2 separate regions of the Mus musculus genome follow, and region 2 is linked to region 1. A link is a contact called in public Micro-C data. All regions are on one chromosome and are shown on one strand. The core of a region is the stretch at or near the end of the contact, and the rest is flanking DNA. Distances in the headings are between cores, read along the strand shown. Region 1 has its middle 26 kb from the start of Gm40914. Region 2 overlaps Rreb1 (ras responsive element binding protein 1).

Evidence for each region. Hi-C and Micro-C count contacts between places; a contact is called where the count stands out from the background.
Region 2: a contact with region 1 is called in a Micro-C map of muscle stem cells, with 2.5 times the contacts expected there. The contact joins two enhancer-like sites. A contact is called at or near these places in 1 of 15 datasets of contacts at CTCF or cohesin (large pre-B cells), 9 of 484 Hi-C or Micro-C datasets (LSK cells, beige adipocytes, bone marrow-derived dendritic cells and 6 more) and 26 of 115 datasets of contacts at active chromatin or transcription factors (the 230-238 cell line, acute myeloid leukemia, bone marrow-derived dendritic cells and 14 more).

Annotation. Positions count from the first base shown.
Region 1 is chr13:37,458,545-37,464,663 of GRCm38.p6, forward strand. No RefSeq gene overlaps it. Among named protein-coding and RNA genes, the nearest start is that of Gm40914, 26 kb to the right of the region's middle. Within about 2 kb of position 3,712, at least 53 of the 459 cell types and tissues checked have an H3K27ac peak or open chromatin away from gene starts, as enhancers often do. A contact at or near this core is called in muscle stem cells, where this site is marked.
Region 2 is chr13:37,917,190-37,923,308 of GRCm38.p6, forward strand. The region is part of intron 7 of Rreb1 (ras responsive element binding protein 1); the gene reads left to right. Among named protein-coding and RNA genes, the nearest start is that of Rreb1, 31 kb to the left of the region's middle. Within about 2 kb of position 3,777, at least 15 of the 459 cell types and tissues checked have an H3K27ac peak or open chromatin away from gene starts, as enhancers often do. A contact at or near this core is called in muscle stem cells, where this site is marked.

The sequences.
Region 1 (6,119 bases), core at 2,462-4,961:
CAGTTGAAATAATTTCTTCATTCTATAATTTAGATTCAAATGTTTAAAAATTGGTTTAGTTTTGACACTGAATGATGGTTACTATATTTACCTCTAAAGCTGGCAAAATGTTTTTTTTTTAAAGCCTTGAAAATAAACTTTAATATTCAGATTACACAATAAGCCAAAGTCACCAACCAATTTCACCACCACCGACTTTTGCTCTTCTAAGAGCAACAGATACAGAGGCCGGGTCATCAGGCTGAAAACACGATTCAAAAGGACAGCAAGCACCCTGCTTCCCCCATGAAAGACATCGCTGGAACACGCCCTAGATGATGTGCCCCAGGGTCCTGGCAAGAGGTGCCACCAATTCCACACTTAGCCTAACAGTCTCATCCCATGGGCCCATGGCTCTCAGTTTTTACATCAGTCCAGTTTATTCAAAACGGACTCCTTGTTTTTAGGAGGAAGATTTACATAACTAGAAGCTGAGTCTTGGGTAAATCCCCAGCCTGGGATTTAAAAAGGCAGACCTGAAATTGTTTGGGAACCACTGTCACCCTCGTGAGACACAGGGTCCTTTGAAGGACAGCGGCAACTGAAGATGTCTGACACGGGTGAAGGTTGGCATCGTAATGTCGGGATGGTTTCTCTCTCCGAGGCACATTCATTATCTCTCCATCCCTGGCATTTGCAGGCACAGCACTGAGTCTCACCCATGTCCCCGAGGGACAGCTGCTCCAGGATCCACCCAGCAGCTGAGCGACAAGATGAATAGTATTTTCCACTTCGAGCAAAAAGAAAAACAGGCAGGGCTAAGGTTGCAAACAGTGGACCAAATAGAAGCCGAATAGGAAGAGGTTGGAAACATACTTAACAAAGACTGTGTCCCTAGGAGGACAGGCATGCAGGGGGGCTCAACCATTTTCCAAATAGAGTAACTCAAGTTCCATTTTGATTCTATGTGCAGCTGCTGACTTCTGGGTCTTCAGAAAAAAGAAAAAAAAATGCAAGACGATGCCTGGAATAGCAGACATGGATGGAGTTAAAGGGTATCCGCATGAAGGTGGCCATTCTTAGGAGCCAAGTTGCCCTAAAAGTCACTTCCCCTCTTTAAACTTGGCAGAACATTCTCAGGCTCCTATGGGACTTAAGGAAGGAAACACCAAACCCACTTCATTTGAAACCCTTCAAACTAAAGAATCTGCCCTTGTCCGTGGCCATGGCACCAAAGTCACTCAGTGTTGATTGTGTCCCTTCCCTCTGCCAGGTAAGCAGCCTCTGCAGTCTCGTGTTATTTGTTGAAGCTGGAATCTCAATGAAGCCCAAAGTACAAGTTCTTTGAAGGGCCAGGCCATCCTGCAGAGTAGTCAGGGGACAGCATCTACAACCAGCTTCCAGCCCTATCCTGTCCCCAACAAGGTGTACCCAGCACACGGAGTGGTCGCTGTCTCTCCCCTAGACCTGAATAAACCGTTCTTTCTGTACCCTTCAAACGGAAACCCTGTTGCAACTGGCAATGATTGTTTTCATCCTCAATGTCTCCACACACAAGAGCTCTGACAAGGAGTCCTGGTTAAATAAACCAACCGTGCGAAGCCTCTGTTCACACTCTCAGCTCACCCACGCTTAGAAGCTGAATGGAAGACAGACAGCTCCCTCCCAAGGAAGCGTCTAGAGTCCTTTGGAGCAGTTAAGAGAGCCTTGGGCTGAGTTCTCTATTGCCTTTTTCCAGACCTGCCAATTCGGTCCTTCTAAGCATTTGTGGGATAACTGGGGCACATTGTTGAGCTGGATCAAATTAGCTCGAGGCTGACGTGGAACATCCATGAGAAAACCAGAGAGGCTCTCCTCTGCACTCAGTTCATCACACCGCCGCCTGGCCAAAAGTCACTTGGCAGGAAGCCTTTCTGACCGGTTTCAGCCAGAGTTTCACAGTGGCTGGGACTGAAGGCGTCGTCGGCGTCCAGGCTTTGTAGATGAGGGAGGAGTGGGAAGTAAATAAGGGGAAAATAAAAGTGTAATCTTATTCTCTAGAGGGTAACTAGGTCCAATTAAAAGGCCCCACAGCCAGGGGACCTGCAATAATTTAGAATGAATTAAGGGGTGGTGAGCCAAGAGGGCACTGGGTAACCAGTCGTCGGAACTCCTAACCCCAGGTCATCAGTGACACTGCATGACTGCGAGCAAATCAGACCTTTTAACCATGGAAGGGCTAGGCCGGGTACCGCCCACTGGGCATCTGCAGCCGTACACTTCTGTGGTTCTGGAAACTGTGGGCACTTGAGAATGTTGATAGCATTGTTATCAAATCGGAGTGTTGGCATTATTCGGCCGTGCCTGTTACCTTTAAATATTCTTCAGCTGAGACACACATGACCGATTTAGGCCATGGGGTGAGGTCCTACGATCTGTGAGGGGTTGGCTTTGAGTCTGTAAAATCAACCTAAGCCATTCTGCTCCAAGAGGCCTTTGTGCTATGCATTGTTAAAGCAATCCTGGCCCAGTGGGCACTCACCAAGTCTAGGGAAAGGCAAATTTGCAGGCTGATAGAATTATCTGCATGGATTTGCTTGCTACAGCCTACAGCAAAGCCAATGGCTTCTGAGATCACATTGCCGGGTCTTTCTTCAGCATACTTCAACGAAGTTCAACCCATGAAGAATTAACACAGAGAGATAATGAGACTCTGGGCTTAACTTTAGCCTAGGTAAGATAGGACTGATCTTCCTTCCTTCCTTCCTTCCTTCCTTCCTTCCTTCCTTCCTTTCTTTCTTTCTTTCTTTCTTCCTTTTTCTTTTTTTTCCAGGTCATGAATTGTTTCTTAAATAATAAATGATTAGCTTAGCTAGGTAGTCGTTCAAAATGGCATGCTATGTGGAATCTGATTGTGCAACCTACTTCCACCTCGGCCCCTATAGCTGTTCTTTAGCTGTTGCATTCCAAAGTCTTATTAAGGCTACCTATATGGCTCCCAGCACAGCCTATCCACTACTGACAAACACAGCACAGCTGGGCACAGTGATAGACACATATAATCTGGTAACTGAGAGCCAGGGTGCAAGCTGTAGACCAACCTGAGCTACATAGGGAGACCTTATCTCACCCAAAACAGTATAAATGGCATAAAGACAAAACAAGAGGAAAGGGTGCACTCTTTTCCCTACAAACCAAAGTTCCAAGAAGCCACACCTATACTGAGCATTCTACAAAGGCTGATTGGCTGATTGGAACTTCAGTAGTTGGGGGTGGGGGACTGGAGAGATGGCTCAGTGATTAAGAGCATTGGCTGCTCTTCCAGAGGACTCTGGTTGGATTTCCAACACCCATGAGGCAGCTAATAACCGGCTATAATGCCAGTACCAGGGAATCTAGCGCCCTCATCTGGCCCCAGAGGCAAAGCACACATTAGGTGCATAAGCATGTAGGCTCATGATGTGTCCTCCTATTACCTACCATGTCTACTTATTTGCTTCAGATCACCTCTTCATTGCTTAATGAACGATGGCAACAGACAATTTTTGTTGTTGTTGTTGTTTTCCATCCACGGTTGGTTGGGTGCGCAGATGTGGAGCCTCTGAGTACTGAGTCGCTGCTCATCTCCAGCTTTCATTCTGAGAACAAATGCCAGAGAACTGCCTTTGCCAGCCCCATCTTCACACACCCAGAGCCTCACCCCTGGCTGGCCTTGCTGCCTGCCAGACCTCCTCATTTCCCAACAACTAGCTTTGCAGCTCATGCAGAGGGAAGGAAGTGGGTCACACGGCAAGCACATGTCAGGGGTAGGCACACCCGCAGCAGGCCCTGAAAGGACAGAGCTGGGATGGTTTCTCCTGCCTACTTTCTTCCGATTTAGTAATTCTGCAAACACATTCATGAGTGGGCCTGCTCTAGAATAAATTCTGTTTAAGCCAGCAAAGACCTGAAGGTGCTTTCGTTCCACCCGAAGAGGGAAGCAACACTCCTAAAAATACTTACTCAGCAAACCTCTGTGGAAGCCAGAGCCAAGACGCAGGCCACCATGCTCACAACGTGCTCGTGTATTGTCTTAGCGACACTGCCTTATTCCTCAGAGTCACCCTTCAGGATGTGACAAGGCCAAATTGTTCAAGACCTTTAAATTAGTACATACTGTTCATACACTGTGTGGATTTTATTATAAGGTGACCATATATATTACAGTGTATTCAAATCATATTTACAACCCCACTAAGCCTCTTATCTCCCTCTCCTCCAAACCATAGGCCATCTTCCTCTATTCAAATCATCCCTGTTATGGATTAGGAGGCTGTGGAGCCCATAAGAAGTGGGGTCTAGCTGGCAGAAGTAGACCCCAGCAGTAGGGCTTTGAAGGTTATACACATTTCTGGTTCAGGTCCCACTTCCTCTGCTTCCAAGTCATCTCTATGTGAATGACCCCTACCAAGTTCTTCTACCACTGTAGACTGAGTCCCTCCATGCCTCCCCTGTTATCATGGGGCAACACTTGAGATACCACGGGTCAACAAATCACCCTCCTGAGAAGTTATTTCTGTCACATTTGCAGCTGTAGTACAAGAGTTATTAAAATAGTGCCCCCTCTTTTCTTTCATGTCTTCCTTTTCACGTCTATGTTCTTCATATGAGGGGAAAAGAAGACATGTAGCATTTGACTTTCTGAGTCTAATGGATTCCATTTTATACAATGATCTTTACACTCACCCCTCTTTCTACAGATGATACAATTTCATTCTTTATGCTGAATAGAGATTCATTGCATATATATACATATATATATAGTATATATATATATATATATATATATATATATATATATATATAATACATATATTCCACATTTCCTTTAACCAGTACTAGGCTAATTCTATAACTTGGCTATTGGGAATTGTGCCCTGAGAAAGATGGGTGTACAAGAGTCTACTTCATGGGATGGTTTGTTCCCTCTAGGTCATACCCAGGAGCAGTGTAACCAACCCATTTGGTAGTTCTTGTTTTCATTTTTAAGATTTATACTAACTCCCATAGTCACTAGGCTAACTTATATTTCTACAACCAAGAAGACCAATTCTTAGCCAGAAACAACATGAGATACCTATTCTGTCTTCATTTCCTTGTTGCACCCCATAATATTCACAGGCAGAATAGGACTGTAAAAATCATTCCCCATCAGCAAAATGAAATATATGTGGTCATTTGGTTTTTAAACTAGAGAATGACCTGGAATTAGCACTGCTGTCAAGACCAGAGGTTTTCAGTCTCAGCACTGTGAACGTCTGGGATAGGATTTCCTTTACTCAGGTCATCTTGTACATCTGGGATCCCAGAGAAATAAATATGACTGCAATGGAGTCCTGAAGCATGACTCTCCAAATATATACTCACCTTTCCATGCAAAGGCCAAGGGGAGTATGAGGAGAATTTGAAAGTGTACTCAAAAAAACAAAATCTAAATGGACTGTAAAGTGAACAACTTTAGGAAGAGATGAGGGTGGGATAGTGCTAAGTCCTCAGAAAGTGGGAGAAACACAAGACTGACTGTCGTGCTTACTGCTTACAAAGCTTGAACCAGTTGTATCTCATTTAGCTTGTCTGTTTAGAGGATGAAAATATTACAGGAGCTAGGCAGGGGTGCTCCGTGTTCCTTTTCAAAGAAGCCTAGCACTATAGTTTGAAGACTTTGTAAGAGTCTTGCTTTGGCAAGGTGATCAGCAAGCAGGGTAGAAGGCTCTAGCTCCACTTAAAGAAATCCAGACTCTCAGATTTGGTCTGTTGATGGAGTTAGGAGCTATATGGGAATCAGGTATTTTAGGTAACATAGTTTGCACTTGAGAGGGGGGTGTTGGACATTTTGAGGCAAGCAAGAACAATTAGATGACCAATGACAACCATAAAAGGGTAAATACACAAGGTGGGAAGCAAGAGACACCAAATGCTCTTCAGGGACACAGAGAATACTGACAGTCCAGTGGGAAAGCCTTTTCTTCAGAAGTTCAACAAGTTGAACTAAGCAGAAAGCTGTGTTACATAGCATGGGGTTCTCATAAGCAAGAAGAAGCTCCAGATATAGGCTTCCCATGATCAATGACCAAATTCTTCACCATAGATATGGCTCGTGCATCCCTAGGGAGGATGCTGAG
Region 2 (6,119 bases), core at 2,527-5,026, 460 kb after region 1:
TTTCCTAGCCGTGGTAGAGAGAGGAACACTCCTCTGTCTTTGTCTAACTTCTCTTGTAACTCACCAGTATTCTTGGTGTACAAATGGAGTTAGAAAATTTCCCTACAGAATTGCTGCAGTTTATATGTTCCGTCTATTTTCAGCATTATAAAGGACAGAGGGCCACATGGGACCCTCAGCTCAAGCATGTAGCTGAAGGTTCATCTAGCTACAGAGGACATCTTGGGAGTACAGGATATGGGTGTCTGTTTGCCTGAATTCCCTTCTGTTAGTTTTATGACAGGGTTTCACTGGAATGGGAGGAAGAACTTTTGTAGAGGTTAAAGTGTCAAGCCCTGAGGATGCTATAAAGCACCTGGATGAAACTTTCCAGGCTGGGCTGGCCAGTGTCCCATGGGATTCCACCTCCACTCTCTGTGAGGGGAAAAAGGGCCCAATCCAGAGAGATGCCAGGAATGTTCTAACTGTCCTACCCCAAGCCCGCCTCTACTCCCATGTAGCTCCCATCAGCTGCATCTGTATCTCTGGTTTCCCAGTTCTCGTTGACATAGAATAAGGTCACTAATGCCTGTATTCTCTCCCACTCTTCTCCAATTCTAAAATATTTCTTTTAACTTTTATCTACTACGAAATCGCTCTTCCTCTTGTCACCGACCACTGATTCTGAGAAACTCAGAAATCATTTGTTTTGTTGAGATGAGATACCTCAGCTGTCCTGGAACTCACTATGTCGACTAGGCTGGCCCTGAATACACAGAAATCTGCCCCCTTTGCTCCTAGAGTACCTAGGATTAAAGGCATGCACCACCATGCCTGGCCAAGAACCTAGCTTCATACTCTCATCCGCACAGCATCCTCGAGTGTGGAGCCATGGTGAACAGTGAGCAGTAAGTGACGTAAGCCTCTCACTGTGTGGCGAGGGATTAGAACAGCACAGAGGACCTTGATTCCTCCAGCCACGCAGCCATTAATTTAATGCCCCCGTGTCTGTTTTACCTCACTTCATATTTTATTTTGTGATCAGATTTTATTGTTGGACCAACCTGCTTTTGCTTTTCCTGGTAATCCCATCATATAGGAAAGTAACCTGGCTCTTGTGAGTGATTTCTAGGCAACCTGAGTCTGTGTGGTGAGGAGGGAAGACTGGGTGTCTCTTTACTGAGTTGGAAATCCTTCTCGTGCAGAGAAAATGGGGGTGGGAATCCCATTAGACATGGGTCCATCATGAGCAGAGCTATCTTGGCCATGGTGTACATGGCTTTGAAGTTGAACCTTTGCTGTCCTGTCCTGTTAACCAAGTAGGTTTCCTCACCTACTTGATGATGACACCATTTGGGGAGGGGTTGGCTGAAGAGGTTGCTTAGCACCAGATGGACTTAGTCCTTTTAGGCAGTATTCATTCCACCAACCCCACAGCAGCTTGCCATGGATGGCTCCTAAGAAGCGGTGGCTTGATGGCTTGTGTGCCCAGAGAACAGACCAGCTCCAGCTTCGTGGCTTTATCTAGTAACTCTTATGAGGCCAGATGGGGCTGACTTTTAAAAAGCGAAAGGAGTTGATTATAGAACATAGTTAATTCCCCTTTTCTCCTCTCTGCTCAGCTTCCACATAATAACCTACTACCAGAGGAAGCCTTGGGGCCAGGCATGGGCCAGTAGGGGCCTAGCCCGGGTGGTACATTGTGACAGTAGCTGATGGGAGAGACTGCTTGTTAACCCAGAACTAAAATAGACACCAACTCCATTTTCAAATCCCAGAGGCGCAGAGCCACAGTGGGATGCTACCAGTTTAGAACCAGAGTCCGTAACTTAAAACAGCTGTTGGTTTCTTTCCTCTGCCCTCGTCCCACTCCCTCCCCTCCGACCCAAGTTGGCGAGGTGCCCGTGTTCCTTAAGAAAGTGTTGGCAATCCAAAGTAGTATATATGCTGAGTCTTTTCTCCTGCACTCTGCCGAGTTTCAAAATCGTGAAATTCTGGCATTGAACAAAAGGAAGACACAGCACCACCGCTGCCACTGGTAGATTCCTGTTCTTAAGATCGGGTATTGCTTACCACCCCTTCTGGCCAGCTCCTGGGTGAGGGGTGATAGGGCAGAGAAGAGAGCCGAATAGAGACATCCCTGGCAGTGAGTGGCCTTCAGAGATGAAGGTAGGGGACAGTGCACAGGGCAAGTGTGCAGGGAGGGAAGAGCGGCAGGCGCTGAATGTCTTGCTTTGTTGTTGGGGCAGAACACTGTGACAGACAGACTGCACCACTGGGAACAAAGTGAGGTGGAGCAATGTGCAGGCCGCTGATGTTCAGCAGAACGGCGTGACTCATGTGTCGCTCGACGTCTACTTGCACATTTTAAAGTGAAAAGTGGATTAGTAGTGTCATCTTAAGGGTGGGACACACAGATGCTCAGTGTCTGTGAGGCCTAGGATTCAATCTGCACCTCCCCAAGGAAAAAGTAAACTAAGTGCTGATTAAATTCATTTAAGTCAAAATAGAATGTATAACATTCTATACTTACAATCAGCATACAATTATTAGTGGTACATTTTTACTTTCTCGCTATCTTATGTTTAGTAATTGAAATCTATGCTTATTGAACAGTCATACCCCGTCTTAATGGAAACCAGTCCCACACCAGGTACCTATCAGCCCACAGAGCAGGTTAAAAGACAAGCCAGAAGGCAGTGAAGCCTTCCCCAAGACTGAGCTGTGTAGCTGGATAGTCACTGTGTTGATGAAGGAGCTGCCAAAAGCAAACTTGCTCCAAGTTATTGTATAATCTTAGGTGGTTCCTTGATTAAAGGAGATTGGGTAATAAGTAATTTTAACATCATTTTAGTTAAAATATATCCAACAAATAATGGAGGCCTCATTGTGACAATGTGAGGCATTTGACCAGTCTTGACTAAAACAGGAATGTCTGAGGTGGGACCCAGGGACTGGTTAGAAAAAAAGGAGGCAAGTTCAGAGCCAAGAAAGAAAGACTCAGTAACTAAGAGCTTTGGATCTGACATTGGATATTGTGGCACTCTTTGTTCCTTCTACGTTATGGCCATCATTATGGTCACAGCATTGATCTTTAAATTACCCCAAGTTTAAGGCAGTGTCCTTGGGTTAGTCAGGAAATAGGCTATGGGAAGCTAGCAGGGTCTTTGGCAGGCACCCAGGGCTCTGAAGGGACACCAGAGCTTGTTGCAGGCCCGCCAGTCCCTTACTGTGCATCCTGGCAATGGGGCCATTGGGTGAGACATCCCAGGACGTTCTTGTCTCTGTTTCTTGGGTATTCTGAGGAACATTCAGCTCCCTTCACTGCTCGCCAACACCTGCTGAGAGACGCTGAGACTCTTAGTGTGTCAGCGACCCCATCTATTCTCAAAACACTAAACACCAAGCAAAGGTGAATAGAATACTGGAATCTTTATTAAGACTCCAGGGGTCCAAGGATCAGCCCAGTGGGAGCTGGGAGTGGAGGACAGAGACTTGGAGGGGGAGGTACCTCCCTAGCCCGGCAATTGGAGGTGTCTCAGTCGGACTTTCACAGCCTCCTCACCACCCAAGGGCAGGAGCAAGGACCAGTTTCACCTGGCTTTAGGGGCTTCTCTTCCTGTCCCCTATGAGCCCCTTAGATACTCCCTGCTTCACGACATGCTGGCTTAACTGAACAGACCTAGTGAGGTGCCTGTCTGTGCTGGACAGCCTGGGTATGTTCCTAGGATGTGGCAAGGGGAAGCTACCCAGCCAGGCCTCTGTCACAAGCCAGCATTGCTGCTCACAACAACTGGGAGAGATTACTGCAGCTGTGGGTGTCAGTTCTCTCCACAGGATGGGCCTGGGAGGGTAGGCTGAGGGAAGAGGGATGTCTGGGTGAGGTGGGGCTCTCTTAGAGAGGGATTGTTTGCACTTAGTCCTTTCGGTCTCTGGAGACAAAGCAAGAAAAATGAAGCATGAAATCCCCCTTTAAAAAGAATGCCATCAAAACTCTGTAACAAGCACAGAATTAGGCGTCTCAGGGAATCCGGCTGGGTCCCCCTTCCAGCAGGGAGTCATAGGTTCTGCTCACTGCATTTGCAGGGAACACGGAGTTGTCAGGATCAGGAAAAGTGCCCAGGCATTGAGGATGTGACCTGGGCCAACAAGGAGCCTAGACACATCTGTAAATGACAATCCTCTGAGCAAACGGGGTTACAGACAGCACTGTCCCAGCACTGCCTGGCACCTCTGTGACCTCAGGCAAGTGGAGGCTCGGTTTCCCCATCTGGAAAATAGATTTGGCGACTTGTGAGTATGAAGAGAGTGATCTTAGGCCTGAAACTATAACGAATACTGAGTTTTTTGTTCTGATACTGTTACTTAGGATGTCTTTTTGTTTGTTTGTTTGTTTGTTTACTGTGGAGGTGAGGGCAATGTGCTTTCATGTTTGAAAATTGTTGTCACACCCAGCTTTTATGTAGGTGCTGGAGGGGGTTCATCATACATTACTGAACCGTCTCCCTAGCCCACCGTGTCTTCCTAGCATCTCAAGTCCTCCAACAGAACAGTTAACATTTTGCCGTGGTCTTTCTTGGCTATCCCATTCCAGTGACACCGAGGAGTCAAATTCCAGAACAACCTCTCCCAAGTACTATGTACTTGACAGAGCATGAAAGCATTTGTCCTTTGCTCTCTATTGTCATAGAGAGCCATTTTTATCTTGCGTTGCCTTTGTAAAGTTTAGGACATTAAAGAGCTATTTAAATGGAGTCTGAGGCCTGCGTTCTGAGTGCCGTCACCTTTACAGACTATGCCAAACAGGCAGGATTAGCAGCTTGGAGGGCCTGGATGCCTACAAATAAGAGAACGACACTTCTTTTGGTAGGATGTTGGAGAAATCTACAATTGTAAAAAAGTTCCTTAATTTTGATATTTCCCCTGTAGTCTTTTGAAAATATATTTTGGGTCGTTATTTTTTTAAAGTTAGCTCGTTAGGCTTAAGAGGAGGGAGAGCATCTGTCTATCCCTCCACTCCGCCAGCTTCCCTTTGTTTGTTTATTGAGGCAGGTTCTTCCTATTTCACCCTGCCTATCATAGAACTTGCTATACAGACCAAACTTATTATACAGGCCTAGAGCTTTCTCCTGCCTCTGCCTCGGGAGTTATAGGGTTAAAAGCATGGACTACTATGCCCAAGTTGCTTGTTTTTTGTTTTTTCAGGATTTATTTTATTCATGGTTATGTGTATGTACATGTGTGTGTGTACCTACAGCGAGTAAAGGTGTTGGCTCCCTGGAACTAGACTTAGCTGCCTGGATGGGTTCTGATCATTGAACTTAGTTCCTCTATACGAAGAGTACCACCTCCTATCCATTGAGGCATCTCTGCGGCCCTCTGTTTTCTTGGAGGGAGGTGGTGTTTGTTTGGGGTGTCACTGTTTTGTTTTGAGACAGGCTCTTGCTCTATAGCCCATACTGGTGTCAAGTTCCCCAGAGTCTTCTTGCTACAGCCTCCTGAATGCTGCTATTCCGGGCACACAGACTAGCACCCAGTTCCCACTGCCCCAGAAGCGTGCTTGCTGGGACTGCACAAGAGGCCTTGGGGGACATCTGAGTGCCTGCCTCTTTAGGTTACTTTTTTGAAACACTCCTGCTGACTTCAGGATTTTTATCTTTAGAACATTACGGTCACCAGACAAATAAATAATACTGCTGTAGCAGATGCTGAAGGAGCACATCCCAGTGCCACTCAGCTACGAAGCTGACAGAGAAGACACCTGTCCTTTTTATTTTTATTTTTTAACTACTTTGGACTGGATCATTGGGTCCCTGTAATGGATGGACATGCACACCATAATGCACACCATGATACCACTCCATTTCCACCTTTGCCTCGGTGTTTTCTTGTTTGTTTGTTTGTTTTTTCCGAGACAAGGTCTCTGTGTAGCAATGTTTTCTTTTAAAAAAAAGAAAAAAGTAAATGAAAGAAAGATGCCTTTTAACAGGGATGCTTGCCATCCAAGGGATAGATATCTCAGTTCCCTTCCTAGTTAGGCACGTGGCATGCAGCAGTTAGCAATTTCCTTTCAGGTGGCTTGGCTTCTAACTTGGTCTGCAGCTGCAGCCCGCTTTGAGCTCTTGGTCCTCCTGCCCTCA